Linked DNA regions of Larimichthys crocea: region 2 is linked to region 1. Evidence: chromatin contacts called from public Hi-C data. All regions are on one chromosome and are shown on one strand. Each heading gives the region's core, a stretch centred on a gene start, on an enhancer-like site or on the middle of the called end of the contact. The rest is flanking DNA. Distances are from core to core; before and after follow the strand shown.

Region 1 (3,899 bases), core at 858-3,357:
GGAGCCATAAATCGTAGATAAAACACAGAAGGCTCTTTAACTTTTATGCAAACATAACGGACTACAAGAGTATGAATGAAAGCAACCTTTACAGATATCTCTGTCTAACACTGGAGTCTGTTTGCTGATTATTTTCTGATAATTAAGGTGGGCTAACGTCTGGGACATTCACACACTAATCAGAGTATTTAAGTTATGCAGCTTTCATGGTTTTGAACTTATCTAACCATAATATTCACACATTCTAACTTAAGCTTTTATTTTCTTCCATCTCTGATTCTCAGAGAGAATATTTACATTTTAAATATAGTCAGATATTGTGTATTGTATTGCATCAGTCACGTAAAAAGCTGATCAGGCGATGCCTGCTGAATACAACGTTTATTCTCTAGCTCTCTGTTTCTATTGCAGCAATTTCCATAAGCATGAAATTACCGGACATCGTAATAAGCTGCTCATTCATGTTTTGTACACACTGCAATCTATTTACTGCAGCTACAGTAGCTTACATTGTACACACTGTTTTGACAAGTCTTAAAAAAAAAAACTACCAACTTGTGTCATAAAACTGTGTGTGTAAACAAAAGCTCAGCACTGTTCTGAGTACATACAAGGTTATGCTGCTATTACCAAGCACACGGGCAACCAAACATTCAGCATGGAGGCGCAGCAAAGAGGAAACATAAAGCCATCACATGCTGAAGCCATGCCCATAATCTCAGTACCTGGAAAGCTTCCATGCGCACACACACACCCTCACACCCTTCAGTGCGTTTTGTATATGCTACATACAGGCTTGCAGTCAGCAGCTTGCCCACAAGTGGCCCACTTTCAGAGAGGCTAAAGTTAGACTGACTGGAACTGGTCTGAACTGTTGCCATGGACGTCTAAAAGGTCAACTCTTGCTACTGAGTCCTTCTTACAATACAGACATTTTATGGAGCGGGGCAGTAAATTATTTGGAGTTTGGAGTTGGAATTATACTTTTTCACACATTCATCAACTGTTATTTTACTGCTTTTTCAAACGCACAGATTGAGTCCTACCTCCATCAAACTGCATCACTGTACCAGGCTGATCTATGCTGCTCTTGTTGACTGAAACCTTTCCACTCTGGGGTTTCCAGAGGAAGCAGATACATTTATAAGGGGTTTAATCTGTAAACGATTGCCTGAACAAAAGCTGAAGAGTTCACTTTACACACTTGTGATTTGCTGCTTGCTCTACATGTCAGTGTTCACTCAGGTCCAAGACAACAGCCACCACCTTCCTCACATCACCATCATCATCATCAGCAGGAGCAGAAGGAGCCCCTTTCGGACACACTACACTGTAGCTCCCACGGTGGAATCCTGAAGCCATAACACATTCCAGGGCTCCTATGTCTCATATTACATCATCACGGTTACACACAATGCGCATCGACGCGAGGGTCACCCTAATCTTTACCGTTGAGCAGCGAGGAGTGCGAGAAGGAAATTATGTAGTGCAGTTGTATTTCCTCACAGGCACGCTGCAGGAAACGGCAGCGCTGACTTTGAAAGCAGTAAAAAATGGGGTCCGAGTAAAATGAGCATGTGGTTTGGAGTGAGTGCTCCTCCGTTCCGCGCAGCCAGCCAACTTTACGCACAGAAACGCGCGTTCCCTTACAGCGCCCTAAGCTCGGGTGCAACATGAAATATCTCGGCGTTACAGATGCTTGGAAGTTAATTGAACGTTACATAACATTTTACATGCATGTAGCATAATGAAGCGTGTGTGAGGACTTCTTTACCTTGTATACCCTGCAGGGGCGCATGAAGCAGTGATCCGAGATAAACCAGTTTCCTTCAGAGGTTTCCAAATGTGTAAATTGTGTAGAAAAAACAAAACAAACGCTGCGTCGACACACGGTGATCTGCAAAGTTTGCGTCTCTCTTTACAGGTGAGGAGGAGGAATTTAAACTCGGGGGTTGTGCTGTTTAACTCGTTTGGATGGAGGAGGGGACACGGAGACAAACAACCCCGCCCACTCATTACCATTAGAGTAGTGGTCGACTACCACAAGAGGTGTTTCACATTTGTCATTGGAGGACTCGATTGAAAGGGTGAAAATCAGTGATGTGATTCTTCTTCAGATGATAAAATCTTCATCACAAAATGATTCTGGATTGTTCCTTTCTATGTCAGATGGATGGAAACCATCTCAGGGGTCACAAGTTTCACTTCGCAACAAGCCAGTGATCGTTCAAATGGATTTTTTATTCTCAGGCAAAACAAACAAACAAAAAAAATACTAAAACAAAACTTTTACAAAGCTCTCAGCTCAGGTCTGGTCATCGGTGAAACAGAAGTGTTAAGGGATCGAAGAACGTCCATATCAACTGTCCCACAGAGGGAGACATGTTGGTCGTCAGGGTGCAGTTTTTATCTTTTGGCACATACGGGAAAGCAGAGTCCTCGAGAGAAATGAGCAGTTTTTTTTACAGATATCCAGGTTAAAACAGACAGTGTCAGTGTAGAGATCACACGTTTTGCACACAGATGCCAGTAATCCAACAATTCACTCAATAAATTATACATTTAAATTGTTGCCAACACATGTAACGGAGTGGTTGTTTTGAGCTGACAATACAAGGCCTCGTTTTCAGCATCAGTCCTGTGTATGAGCACACTGTTCTATACATTATTCACAATATTTACACTTTTCTTTTTTTACCTTCACTTTTCAGAAAAAAGGTAACAAATGTTGAGTTTTATTCACCACACCTTTTTTCCGGGATTCAAACTTAGTGATCCGGCGGCTTCAAATGTGCCGAGCGTAACGAAAGGTGAATTAAAAAGTTGCCGTTGCCGTGTCCTCCTCAAGACTTGGCTTCTAAAAGCGGCTTGATGTCTTTGATGCCAAGCTCTGCTGCCACGGTGATGATGTGGTCCAGGGCGTTCATGTGGCCCAGCATCCTCACAACCTCTTTGATTTGATCCCTGTTGACAGATATGTATTCAGTTAGAAGCAGTATGAAACCACCATATCACAACATCAGTTAATCATGTACGAACACTAGTTATTAAACTGTTGTTTGTATGTAGTTTGACAGCCCTGACATGTTCTCCATCTTAAAGCAGCTTCCATAATATTCCAGCAGAGGGAGCCATTACTAAACTCAGGCTCCCTGATCAGGACAAAGTGTGTGTGCAGTTATACATGCAGAGCCTTACTTGGCAGTGCGCCGTTCCACATCAGGCGCGCCAAAACTGCTGCGGTGCAATGAGTTGGCCAGGTGGGTGAGGTAGCGGCAGAACGGCTCCAACTGAGGCAACGTCTGTTGGCCCTTCAGCCCGGAGAACCAGTGCACCGGTATACACTCCACCACCTGAGAGAGGACGAGGAGGAGTCAGTTCACACAAAGCTGATCAACAAAAACGGCAGAACAAACACGGGAACGGGGGAAGTGGAATGTAGCCAATCACAGTGACCTGAGTATGATAAAATATAAGCGCCTCTCAAAGTGTCAGAGCCCAGAGGAGCCAGTTTCCAAAAAAACTGGCTGTATTTTTAGACATTACATAAGGAAGATGTCTCCAGAATGATTTTGAAACTGAGAAATAAAAATGTCTAAACGCAGTTTGAAAACTTTTATTACAAGTCATAATTTTCTCAGACAAAACCTGTGAACTTGATGAATTCAAATTCTCCCTTCATTACACTAAGTGTGTGTATTTACCAGAAAGAGCTACTTCTGAAGTTGCGATGACTGCAACACTGTGGAGCGAACGGATGAATTCACACGCCAAACACTTAAAAAAGTGCAGACTGCTTCATCTAATGAACTGTCCCTCGTGCAATCTGTGACACTTTTTCAAACCGTAATTAAAATTTAGACGCTTCATATCTACTGACCTGACCAAAAGTTGAGGGA
Region 2 (3,899 bases), core at 811-3,310, 570 kb before region 1:
GACTGTGTTTCCACTCCACAGCCATTGTATGCGAAAACTTTTTTTTTTTTTTTTTACCCCACCAACACCAGAGTGAGAATTCCCCCTCTGGCAGCACTGCTCAGACCCAAAAGAATCACCGGATTATCATTGACAGTTGATGTGTCTGTCCCAGGTGCAGCGTGGCCCACATTCCAGATATCTAACCCATATGTTGGGAGTAATTGTTACTGAGTGTCACTGATTTCATTCATGATCTGTGTGTGTGTGTGTGTGTGTGTGTCGTGTGTTGTCAGAGGTGATGTGTCAGTATTTTCCCCTCGTACTACCTACTTCACCCTTTCACTTCTGTCGAAACTGTATAGGTCGGCGTCGCTGTTCTCGACAATGACAAGCAATAGTTTTGCAAAAGGATCTGTGAGAGTGAAATCCTCCCTAAAACGACTCATGCCAGCTGTGTCAGTCTACTCAGATGTTGTTTTTCCTCCCAACCTTCATTAAACGGCTGAAAAGTCTTTTAAAGCATTTGGATGGTTCACGGGAGGATAAAACATCTGGCCCAAGAAAGCACCTGTTAACTACCGCTCCTGCGCTTTGTGTGAAATCCGTACGAATAATCTCACTGCACTGAACGCAGTAGCTGTCTATGTAAGCAAGTGTGTCAGGTTGCCTTTGCTTACATGTTGACGTCATCTCTCAAATGCATTGATTGTGTTATCCAAATGTGTGCAGTAGATACTGTATCTGCATTAAAAGTAGGGGACTAGCCAGCGCTTTGTGTCATGTCATGTTCAAGATGAGATTTTATAGGAAACAAATTTGCTCCTTTTTTTTGTGAGGTTGGTGTCCTTTTTATGGCTATAATCCATAGTAAATAAGAGTCTGTTGTTGTTGAACATAATCTGTATGTATTCAAGATGAAAACATGAAGCTGTGATTCATGTTAATATCCAACCTTCCATATTTTAAGTGCACAGCCGATTGCACATTTATGTATGAAGCAGTTTATGTTGTATGTATGCAAAAATAAATGTAAAATTACCCGAACAGTGATGTTGTCCCTTTTCTCAAAAAGAATTATTCATCATAAAACTCTGCTTACAATTTGCTTGTACAGTTACAATGTGTTTGTTAATGGAGACATTTATGAATCTGCAACAACATTATGTGTATATATTATATATGCTGATAGTCTTACAGGTCCTGGATATTATTTCCAAATGCCTAAGCAGCCTCTAAAAGCAAACACACATTCATATGGTCCCAAAGGGCAAAATTAAAACATCTTCAACCAATGAAATCATCTGAATCATGTTTAATTTCTATATTGACATCAAGATCTTCACATTCTATCAGTATATGACATAAATATTCATGATATATGGATGTTTTTGCCCCTTTCTATCCCATCATCTTTTAGAAACTTCATTTTCAAATTTATTAGTATAATACTGGACAGGTGAGGGATGAGTGACCAGTTCATTACATGGTGAACCAAGCATTCACACTCACACTATTCATCCATCCATCCATCCATCCATCCACCCATCCATCCATCCATCCATCCATCCATCCACCCATCCATTCATCCATTATCTCTAAGCTCTTCAGTGTCACAGTGAGGCTGCAGCCTATCCCAGCTGACAGTTCATCAAGGATCAAAACAGGAACCACGTCACCACTGACCCTGATGAGGGTGAGTGGTTAAAGAAAACGGATAGATAGACCAGTTCATGTTTCTTTTTGTAAAGAACCTGACACAGCCAGTATTTTCTATAAATTTTTTAGATATGTGATGTTTAATTAACCTTATTATTTATTATTTTAACATGCCAACATGCAGAGAAACATTCAGGCAAGTGCTCTTGTCTGCCGGTGAAGCAGGGCAGCCTAAACACGATCAACAAGATTACAGATGTTGAATTAATTCATCATATCCCCATCACATTATCACAATGGGAATTCCTTCCTCCTATGTTGCACCATATGTACCACTGCAGAGGACTAAAAACACTTCATTGCACATAACACGGTGTTACCAGCACCCACCGTTAGAGGGCGGTAATGTCTGCTCGGATGAAGCTGACCTGCCGTTAGCTGTTCCCGGGAAGAAGAACGTATCCCGGTGACTTCTCCTGGAATGTTTAGCTCGTAATGCTAATAATGGCTGTACACAGAGTGTGAGTGCAGGCTGAGCAGTGGAGTTTGAAGTGTTATCACGCAGGTAAGTGTTCACATGTTCGGCCACTGTACACAAATGTACCCTGTAAGAGACTGAGGGCGGGAAACAGCTAGCTCACTCAGCTAGCCTGTCAGGAGCTAACTCTGTGTTTTTCTGGAAGCGTCCGCTCGCGACTGTTGCCATGGTTACACTGTTTACACGCTTTAAGACGGGACCGTCGCTCGTGTCGTTGCGGTTTATTCGTCAATAAAGTGACGTGAGACGTCCACGCACACGCGTGACTTTTTTGCGGGTGAACAGGCGGCGGGTTACTTTGTCGACATGGTGCAGCTGCACGTGAAGCGTGGAGAGGAAAGCCAGTTTCTTTACAACACCACCGTGGACGTCCCACTGGAGACGGTGATCAAGGAGGTCACAGCCGTTTACAACGGGAGGCTCAAAGTGGACAGAGTGTGTTCAGGTGAGCATGACTCAGCATGACTCAGCAGGCTGCACTCACCTCACAAAGACGTCTTGATGTAGTTACACTGACATGTACATGCTGTTTGTTTCTGCACCGTCAGAGATCCCAGAGCTGGCAGACCATGGCGTCACGCTGCCACCCAACATGCAGGGGCTGACAGAGGAGCAGGTCGTGGAGCTGAGACTGAAGGACGAGTGGGAGGACAAGTGTGTGCCCAGCGGGGGGCCGGTGTTAAAGACCGATGAGATGGGGAGGAGAAACGGACACGGTGAGACTGTGACTCTGTGACTGTGGACAACATCTGTACACGTTATAGCTCAGTTATAAACAAACAAGACAAACAAAAGGCAGCATAAAGATATTGAATTAAATATACATATTCATACATACACATACATACATACAAACAAACAGTACTTACTGTACAAAGCAGTGAGGTGTTGTGTAAATGTATAAAGAGGGAGAGTATAAACTGATGGATGGATTTTTGGAGCCTTAATAAATATGTAGTGCGCTCCATCTGGTAGAAGTCCCTGTAGTACTCCAAATCAGTCTCAAGAAAACTTTAGATGATCTCATCTCGCTCTCAGACAAAGATGACTCTGGATTTTAGAGTCCATCTGCAAAAACAGAAGTCTGAAATAACATCAGGCAGCAGTGAGGTGATACAATGTAACAGCCACCCTGCACCCAAAGAGTTTGTGTGAATATTAGCTGCCTAAGTCTGCTATATACTGTCTGGTCTTGGTCTTGACTTGGTCTCAATACACTCTAGTCTCTTGGTCTCTATTTAGTTAGTCCTGACTACAGCACTGCCTTCTGGACCCATGTGTTATATGTAGGGGGGTCTATTGTTTTAACACTAAAGGGCCGCTGTAGGTATTTCTTGGCCCACCCATTCAGACTTTTAGGTTTCCTCCCAGCAGAGCCACAGTAAGATCTTAAAGTATATCCTGTTAGAAAAACCCTCTGCATCACATATTTATCCACAGAATGTGTTTAGTTTGGGATATAACCAGAATATATGGCTGTGATTGGCAGTGTGTGTGCTTCACAATTCCTCCGACATGAACTAGAGTGTGTTAGTATCTGCTTCAGACTGTCCTTTATGGGGGCATGTGGATGTAGCTTTAAACTGCAAACCATGAGACACTGTCTGACATAAAATAATCTTAAATGAAACATGAATATGTCATTTTATTCAACCCGCACATCTCAAACGTGGGAAAGATACAAGCCTTGGCTTTTAGGTTCTGGTAATCTGACATCATCTCT

Evidence for each region. A called contact is a pair of places that touch in the nucleus more often than the background predicts.
Region 2: a Hi-C map of muscle shows a contact between it and region 1, with 8 times the contacts expected there. The contact joins the promoter of cfap298 here to the promoter of slc7a1a in region 1. A contact is called at or near these places in 2 of 7 Hi-C or Micro-C datasets (both in muscle).

What each region holds. Positions count from the first base shown.
Region 1 is chrXXII:6,626,505-6,630,403 of L_crocea_2.0, reverse strand. It overlaps slc7a1a (solute carrier family 7 member 1a), which reads right to left and starts at 2,107. Exons shown (of 13, transcript XM_019253100.2): 1 at 1,775-2,107. paxbp1 (PAX3 and PAX7 binding protein 1) reads right to left here. Exons shown (of 18, transcript XM_010737016.3): 17 at 3,199-3,353; 18 at 2,457-2,964. The coding sequence ends at 2,844.
Region 2 is chrXXII:7,193,602-7,197,500 of L_crocea_2.0, reverse strand. cfap298 (cilia and flagella associated protein 298) reads left to right here and starts at 2,060. Exons shown (of 8, transcript XM_019270419.2): 1 at 2,060-2,203; 2 at 2,462-2,621; 3 at 2,725-2,892. The coding sequence starts at 2,483. synj1 (synaptojanin 1) reads left to right here. Exons shown (of 30, transcript XM_027273824.1): 30 at 1-1,026.